2 separate regions of the Gossypium hirsutum genome follow, and region 1 is linked to region 2. Evidence: chromatin contacts called from public Hi-C data. All regions are on one chromosome and are shown on one strand. The core of a region is the stretch at or near the end of the contact, and the rest is flanking DNA. Distances in the headings are between cores, read along the strand shown. Region 1 holds the start of LOC107888909 (BI1-like protein). Region 2 holds the start of LOC107888895 (3-isopropylmalate dehydratase large subunit, chloroplastic).

Region 1 (4,065 bases), core at 1,066-3,565, 200 kb after region 2:
TTTTCGCCAGACTTTGATTCGTGTAATATGCTCTTTGATAAGCTTGTGGAGGCTAAGGCTTCCAAAGCAGCAAGAAATTTTCTCCAACAGACCGGTTTTGAGCCCAAGCCAGGTTCTTTAGAGCGTTACTTAAGATGCCTTTGTGAAAATGAATCGGTTGAAGAAGCTGTTGATGTGTTCTCAATCTTGAGTGAGATCGGTCATCGTCCATCAATAGAGACCTGGAATTTAGCATTATCGGCTTGTCTTAAGGTTGGTAGGAATGATCTTATGTGGAAATTGTATCAGGATATGGTAGAATCCGGTATTGGGGTCAATATTGATGTTGGGACCCTTGGGTGTTTGGTTCAAGCCTTTTGTATCGATGGGAAAGCTTCAAAAGGTTACAAAATTCTTCAGCAAAATTTGGCTGATGGGTTGGTGCCGGATACGGTTGCTTTTCACAAATTGATTGCGGCTTTCTGTAAGATGAAGGATTATGGTAGAGTATCTCAACTTCTTCACACAATGATTGCTACAGATCGTGCTCCCAATATCTATACATATCAGGAAGTCATCAATGGGCTTTGTAAGAACAGAAAGTGGTTGGAAGGTTTCCAGATTTTCAACGATCTCAAGGATAGAGGGTATTCTCCGGATAGGGTCATGTATACAACAATAATTCATGGGCTATGTAAGATTGGGGACATCAGGGAAGCCAGAAAGCTTTGGTTTGAGATGATTAACAAGGGAATGGTTCCAAATGAATACACTTATAATGCACTGCTTTATGGTCTTTATAAGGTCCATAACCTCAAAGAGGCTGAGAGACTATATAAGGAGATGCTCGAAAAAGGTTATGGTGAAATGACAGTAAGTTACAATACCATGATAGCAGGGTTATGTTCACATGGGAAGACGGATGAAGCTTATCGTTTATTTGAAGAAATGCCTCGAAAGGGCGTTGTTCGTGATTTGATCACGTTCAACAATCTGATCCGGGGCTTTTGCATGGAAGGAAAAGTCGTTGAGAGTCTAAATCTGCTTCATGAACTCTTAGCACAGGGTTTACAGCCATCTGCTTCATCATATACCCCTATTATAAAATGCCTATGTCAAGCCGGTCATATCGAAGAAGCTGAAAGTTTGTTAAATGACATGCAGAGTCAAGGTCTAGAACCGAAAGATTGTACTCGCAATCACTTAATTTTTGGATTATGCAAGCGAGGACATGTTGCAGAAGGAATGGAACGGTTCAAAAAGATGCTGGAGAATCAACTCAAACCGCAAAAGAAGACTTTCGAGAAACTGGTTCAATCTGTCTCGGAAAGTGATAGGTTGGATGATTCTTTACTTGTTCTAGATTTTATGTTTAGATTAGGTTATGCACTTAAAACAAGCATATGCCATTCTATTGTTACCAAGTTTTGCCAAAGGAATACTCATCTGGTTGAATCATGTTTAAGTGAGGTCCTAGAAACAAATTAAGCAAATCATTTCTACTTATTCATTTATCTCATGTTACTCAAAACTCGGAGGTGATTGTTGGATAGGATCAGCCATGTACGAATGTGCCCGATACGGGTATCGGCCATGGGTACTTTTCAGGGAAAATGAAGAGCTGTACCTTGTATTTTTCTTTAATAATAAAATGACAATTCGAGTTGGTTCAGGGTAAACACTTTTCATGAAAATTTTACAAGTCAACATTTGAGTCAACTCTTTAAATATGTCATTTAAAATTAAAATAGAATTATTAGTCATTTAAATAATTCTATTTTCTTTCTTTCTATATTTTTCATTTTGGTTTATTTTATGTCCATTTTACTATCCATTTTTAGGGTTGGTGATTGCCCCTAAACATCAAGAAATAAGTCAATTAACGCATAGAAATTTAGAACTAAGGCTAAAGCATAACAAACAAGATTCTTTTTCTTTTAACGATAATTACAAACAAAACAAGATTAAATTAAAAATAAAAAAAATTATAAATTCCTAATCAAGTTAATTGAAAAGTTCATAGTTGATATCAAACTCGAATAATAATAAATTTATTTGTTTTAGATGGAAGAAAAAAAATCCCTTTTATCTTATATTAAAAATTTATTTTTCCTTGATAGAAAATATATTTATAATTATGTTTAACTAAAAAAAATTATTAAATAAACTAATAATTCAATTTGGATAAATTCGAATTATATAAATTTAAGATGAATGAATTTTGTTAATTTCATCTAATTCGGAATTTTAATTAAATTAGAAGTCAACCTGTGGTCCCCACTGTACCAACTATCTTGATTGGCTACCTTATACTATATAATTAAATCCCCCGATAGTTTTCCCACAGTTTCTTTCTACAGCTCTCATTTTCCGGGAAAACATACAACGAGAAAGAAAAATTCGAAGAGAGAGAAAAAAAATGTTTGGATACGATCGCGTAAGCCACTCGAGTGCCAACAAGGCGGATGAGATAGATTTAGAATCAGGGGAGACTTTGTACCCGGGACTCAGCTACGGCGAGAACCAACTCCGGTGGGGTTTTATCCGCAAGGTGTACGGCATCTTGGCGGCGCAGCTGGTTCTAACCACCGTGGTCTCCGCCTTCGTGGTTCTTTCTGCTCCGGTCAACGAGCTCCTTCGTGGAAATTCTGGCCTCTTGCTCTTCCTCTGTTTAATCCCCTTCGTCTGTAAAGTCCTCACCTTTTTTTTTCTAATTTTTTTTTGTTCAAGTTTGATTCTTTCTTTATGCGCTTTAATCCTGCTGAATTTTAAATTGTGCAGCAAATATTTTTAGGTCTCTTTTGAATAGTGTATATATATATATATGTTATATTGCTGTTAATTAGGGCATTTTCATTGTTTATTATGAATTTAATCTCTGCAAGTGTTAGATTAAGGTTAGATTTGTTAATAAATCGTATCTTAGACTTGAATTTTCAACGTAATTCTTTTATGAAGTCATCTTTGTTTGGATGAACAAAATATTTGGCTACTGAAGTTGTAGAATATAATTGAAGGTTAAAATATCCATTAGTCCTTTAGGTTTCTAGTTCAATCATAATATTATTAGTTTTTTTTTTTGTCTAAATTTGCCAATTTGGCTGCCATATGACTTGTTATGATGGAAATGAATATGCTAAGTTGGCAATTTTTTTATAGAAACTATTAACCGCGTAAATTATTGGACTCGGATTTTCAAATTGAAAAAGAATTTGGCTGCCATATGACTTGTTAGGATGGAAATGAATATGCTAAGTTGACAAATTTTTTATAGAAACTATTAACCGCGTAAATTATTGGACTCGGATTTTCAAATTGAAAAAGAAAGAGGATATAATTTTTAACTTATAAAGTACAGAGACTAGATTTCAAATACTATAGAAGTACAGGGACTAACAGCATATTTTAATCATAATTGAAACATATGACGCCTAGCCTAAAAATATGAGAAACTTAGAACGAAAATTGAGTCAAGTGTGAGGGGTTTGGTGTTTAAACAATATTCTGAAGTATATGACTGAGTGAAGGATTTGACAAACATATTGTTCCCAAACAAGATCAGTATTCTATTGTTGTGTATATATATAGATTCTATCTGTTCTTGGCTTTATTCGGATTCATTTCATGTGGAATTTATGAATTTAGAACTTTTAGCTGCCTCATTTTGTTTAGAAAATAATTCAAAGGATTGAGTAAAGGATTTGACAGAAGCTTTGTTCCCTAAACAAGGATGGTGTTCTGCAATATTCTCCATATATCTTTTCTAATTGCTCTTGCCTTTATTCTGATTCTTTTCATGGGGAATTTATGGGTTTAGAATCTCATTTTGCGCCAGTTATGTCACATTAGGTTTTTAATATGACAGTATGTGCTGTCCCTTAACTAATACTGGAGATCTTTATGTTCGTTTTTTTATATTTTGTATGTCAGAATAGGATAAAGAGATTTATTGAATTAATATTTTGAAATTAAAGTAAATATGGAAAGTTAATGAATATCCTTTTGTCTTAGTTTTTCTTACTTTGTTGCATTCCTATGATAATCTTACCTTTGTGTGAACCAATTAACTGGTTGCAGTTGGTATCA
Region 2 (4,537 bases), core at 497-2,996:
TGCTTTCACCTCTGCTTTCTCCGCCCCTTTTGCAAGTAGCTTCTCTGTCATCGTCATTGGACTCTTCATCTGAAATCCAAATGGAATATATGAAAAACGTTTACAAAATTCCCAAATTCAATCGAAATATATGTAGATCAATGGTTAAAAAAAAAAACAGTAACTGAGCCAGTGGTGGCTGGTTTTCTCTCTGATTGTCGCGTGGCCATTGCCATCGAAATGTTGTTGGAAATGGGTTTCTTGCATTTGTAAATCGAGAGTTGTGAAGTTGAAGGGACGACTGAGAGGCATTTATCTTTCTGTTCAATAATTAACAATAAGAAAATCAAACTGTTTTTAAGTATCTTTGTCCGTCACAATAAAAGGAACAGAGAGCTGAAAAATACTGACCTTGTTAATGATCAAAGAAGAAGTGGGGTGTGCAAAACCAACTGAAGAGGCCATGATGAGTTGCTTCAAAAGAATGGTAAAGAAGATGGCTTTTTATTATCTTCTTTCAGACATTTCGTCAAACACGGCTTTGACAGAGTTAAAATCACTTGAATCACCATTGATGCTGACAAGTTTTTCTTTTTCATCGTACACATGTTTTAACGTACAGTGAACACAAATATCGATTTTGAAAAACTTGAGCAACACGACAACAAAACTCAACCGTGAGAGATATTCTCAGCCGCCACCGTTGCAATGATTGGGTAAAAACACTTTTTTTAATCCCACTCCATTTTTATATTAATTAAATTAGTCCCTCTCAAATTTTTTATTAATATAATAAGAAATTTAATCCTAAAACATTACCTATTTCATCAGTAATGATTAATGGTTGTTAATTACCCACTTGTTTACTTGAAACAAAACCAAGAAAATTTTAAAAATTTTGCCACAATTCAATATGGTATCTGTAAGACCTAATTTTGACCCAGGCTACACATACAAAAAACTAAAATTAAAACAAATCATCAAATAAGTCCATTTACAAATAAACCCAAAATAAAACCGGCCCAATTTCAGTAAACAAGCCCAATAAATTAGACCCCTAACCCAAAATCAAAGCAGGCCCGGTAGCCAATCTTCTTAACAGTTTCCAGGAAACCCTAGGGGAAGGGTCCTTTGCGCCACTGCTGCCATCGTGACAGCTTCCACGCACGCAAACCAGCACCTCCACGCACGACCCCCGTGTGCTTCGCTACACGTTCACACCCACGCCCGACGTTGCCCTTCTCCACCTACAATTTGAACAAAAAAACAGCAAGAAACCATTTTTATTTGGCTATAAAGCCTTCAAATTTTGTTGGTAACGGGTTTTTTTTTCTTGGTTTTTTGAGGGAAATTATACACGAAATACATACAAAATCAATAGAAAGCAATCAAAATATACTTCAAAGGTGATTTAAGGTCTCGTTTTTCTTTCGATTTTATTTCTATTTTTCTTTGATTTTTTTATGTACTATGTGTAAACAATATAAGAGAGGGAGACTCACCGTCGTACTTACGCTATGGGGAGGGCTTCGTTTGTCGTCAGATTTTGGGCTGTTAAGGCAGGGAGGAAGGTGAAGGAGTTGAGAGATACTCCAAGGCATTAAGGGTTTTCTTTTAAAAAAAGAACAAAAGTTTTCTTTAAAAGCAAAAAAAAGGGGTTTTTAAGCAAGTTTAGTTTCAAGTGAAAAATGAAACAGGGGGAAAGGGGAAGACTTGACCTTGTGTTTTGGCTATAAATGGAGGATTTCGCAATTAGTCCCCCACTTTCGCACCAGCTTTCGATTGGCCCTATTTGCATTTTATTTGTCTTTTTTAAATTTTCCTTGAAATTTCTGTATTGTTGCAATTTAGCTTGCACCTAGGCGCAGCGTTTTTGAGGGCTTGGGGATAATTTCCAGCTAGTCCCTCTCTTTCTCACGCGCATTCAACTTGGATCCTCTTGTTAATGTGATGTTTAGTTTTTAGATCTCAGATTTTATTTTAATCTCAAATTTGTCCCCGTTTTGATTTCTTTGTTTATTACTTTTCTGTTTTATTATTATTTATTTTAAATCTTTCTATATACTATTCATTTCAACTATTTTTCTGTTTAATTTCCTTTATGTATGTATTATTTATATTAAGCTATTTCTATTTTATGTATATTATTTATTCATATATATATTGTTTGGTATATCATCTATATTGTTTTGTTATTTTTTTTACACTTATATATATGTAAATATTTCTTATATCATCATTTTTGAAGTGTTGTACATTATGTTTTTTGTATATATTATTGATTTTATATTATTTTGTGTATATATATTTCTTCTAAGGACCCTATTTTAAATGGTATATTTTATTTATTTTAAATACTTTCATATACAAATACCTTTGTTTTTTTTATATATATAAAATGTTCATTTCATGTATATTATTTATTTAAATTGACAAATACTATGTTATATATTACTTACTTTTTTTATATACATTATTTATTTTGAAATTTCATTTATATATTATTATTTCATATATTATTTTTTTTTATTTTGATTTATTTCAAATTTTCATGTATGTTACCTTAAGATTTTTATATATATTTGTTTGTTGGCATATTGATGATTGCAAATTGCACTTCTTCTAAATCATCTATTGTATTTGTTTTAAAACTTGCCATATGTTGTCCGTGTTAATTTGTTTAGAATTTCTTTAAATTTATTTTTAATTCATTAGCCTTCAAATGTATATTAGCTTTTTTATAATATATGGTATGTCGCCATTGCATGTGCCCTAATTCGTTCCTTTGTGTTTTTTCATTATTTATTCATGTCATATTATTGTTTTTACCCTTAAACAAACCAAAACAAGTGTATTTCGATTCGGTTTTTATAATTGTTTAGTGGAAAAATTTCCAAAACAAAGGCGATGTTAGATGTTTTGGAAATTCGGAAAATCGTGCCCTAACGTGATGGGTTTCAATTTTCTGTTTGTTCAAATAATCGAAGATCCCTTTAAAATTTCGTTTGTGTTTTCTAAACTTCAAAACAAGGCAAAGTTCTATGTTTGGAAATTCGAGAAATCGTGCACTAACGTGTTGGGTTTCGATTTTTCGTTTGGCCAAATGATGGAATACCCTTTTAAGATTTCATTGCGTGAGGTGATCTCAGTTTTGGAGGTTTAAAATATCGTATCCTAACGTGCTGGATGTGGTATTTTATTTCTTTGTAACGAGTGAATCTTAAAATCCAATTCAAATTGTTCATACATTTTTAAAGGAATCGTATTTTAATTTTTCCCCCTTTCAAATTTTCAACGGTAGGACATTTAATAATCAATCGGTACCAATTTTGGACGTCACGAGGGTGCTAACCCTTCCTCGTGCGTAATCGACTCCCGAACCTTTTTTTTTAATTTTCGTAGACCTAAAATTATTATTTTAATAAATCAAATGTTTTATTAAAATGATCAATCTCAAGGTGATCCGATTACACCTTAAAAAAGGTCGGTGGCGACTCCATACCTCGTTTTAAAATCGATCCCCGTTTTTTTAAACTTTTAAAAATGGTTTCGACAGTATCTATATTTTAAAAAGTCTAATTCATACTTGAACTATTAATATATGTATTATTTGGTATCAATATTTTTATAAAATGTCCAATGTAGTACTTGTACTTAAAAATGTACAACGTGGCACCAAAACTATCAATTTGTGTATTATTTGGTACTTATAATTTCATAAAATGTTCACTATGATACTTATACTTTAAAAATATTTAATATAGTACCTAAACTATCAATCTATATATTATTATGGTAGCTAAAGTTAAAACTTTTATTAAATGCTAAACCAACCAATAAAAATTCGAAATGTAAATTTTTTTTCAAATCACTAATTTTACATGAATAATATAACATTATATAAAAAAGATAAATAAAATAAAAATTTATATTAAATTATAAAAAATCAAATAATTAAATTTAAAACAACATATGTCTAACTTTAAAAACACAAACTTTTATCTCAAAATTTCTTCAACTTTTTAAACATATTTATATAAACCGAAGTTTCCCAAATTTTATGATTTTTATTTGCCTTGTCGAACTTAGAGGTTAAATAAATTGATTTTGACAATCATTTCAGTTTTTTGTTTTATTTATCATTTCATATAATATTATATTATTTATGTGAAATTGATGATTTGAAAAAAAAACATGTGGAATTTTTATTGGTTAGTTTAAAATAAGTGTTAATTCTCGTATAATAATAATACACAAATTGATAATTTAAATACCACATTAAATATTTTCAAAGTATAAGTACCACATTGGATATTTTATAAAAATACAAGTAACATATAATACACAAATTGATAGTTTAAGTACCACATTAGATATTTTTAAAGTATAAGAACCACATTAGACATTTTATGAAAGAACAAGTACCAAATAATACATAAATTGATAGTTTAAGTATCATATTAGACATTTTCAAAGTACAGATACTACATTAGACATTTTATAAAAATACAATTACAAAATGTGACCTTATTTCATTTAAAAAGGAAAATCCAGAAAT

The links. Hi-C and Micro-C count contacts between places; a contact is called where the count stands out from the background.
Region 1: a Hi-C map of leaf shows a contact between it and region 2, with 2.1 times the contacts expected there. The contact joins the promoter of LOC107888909 here to the promoter of LOC107888895 in region 2. A contact is called at or near these places in 3 of 34 Hi-C or Micro-C datasets (leaf and petal).

What each region holds. Positions count from the first base shown.
Region 1 is chrA09:55,875,116-55,879,180 of Gossypium_hirsutum_v2.1, forward strand. It overlaps LOC107888909 (BI1-like protein), which reads left to right and starts at 2,316. Exons shown (of 4, transcript XM_016813177.2): 1 at 2,316-2,666. The coding sequence starts at 2,399. LOC107888908 (pentatricopeptide repeat-containing protein At5g18950-like) reads left to right here. Exons shown (of 1, transcript XM_016813176.2): 1 at 1-1,467. The coding sequence ends at 1,467.
Region 2 is chrA09:55,671,419-55,675,955 of Gossypium_hirsutum_v2.1, forward strand. LOC107888895 (3-isopropylmalate dehydratase large subunit, chloroplastic) reads right to left here and starts at 1,747. Exons shown (of 15, transcript XM_016813159.2): 1 at 1,482-1,747; 2 at 391-1,226; 3 at 165-299; 4 at 1-69. The coding sequence starts at 444. LOC107888894 (3-isopropylmalate dehydratase large subunit, chloroplastic) reads right to left here. Exons shown (of 15, transcript XM_041077705.1): 15 at 4,492-4,537.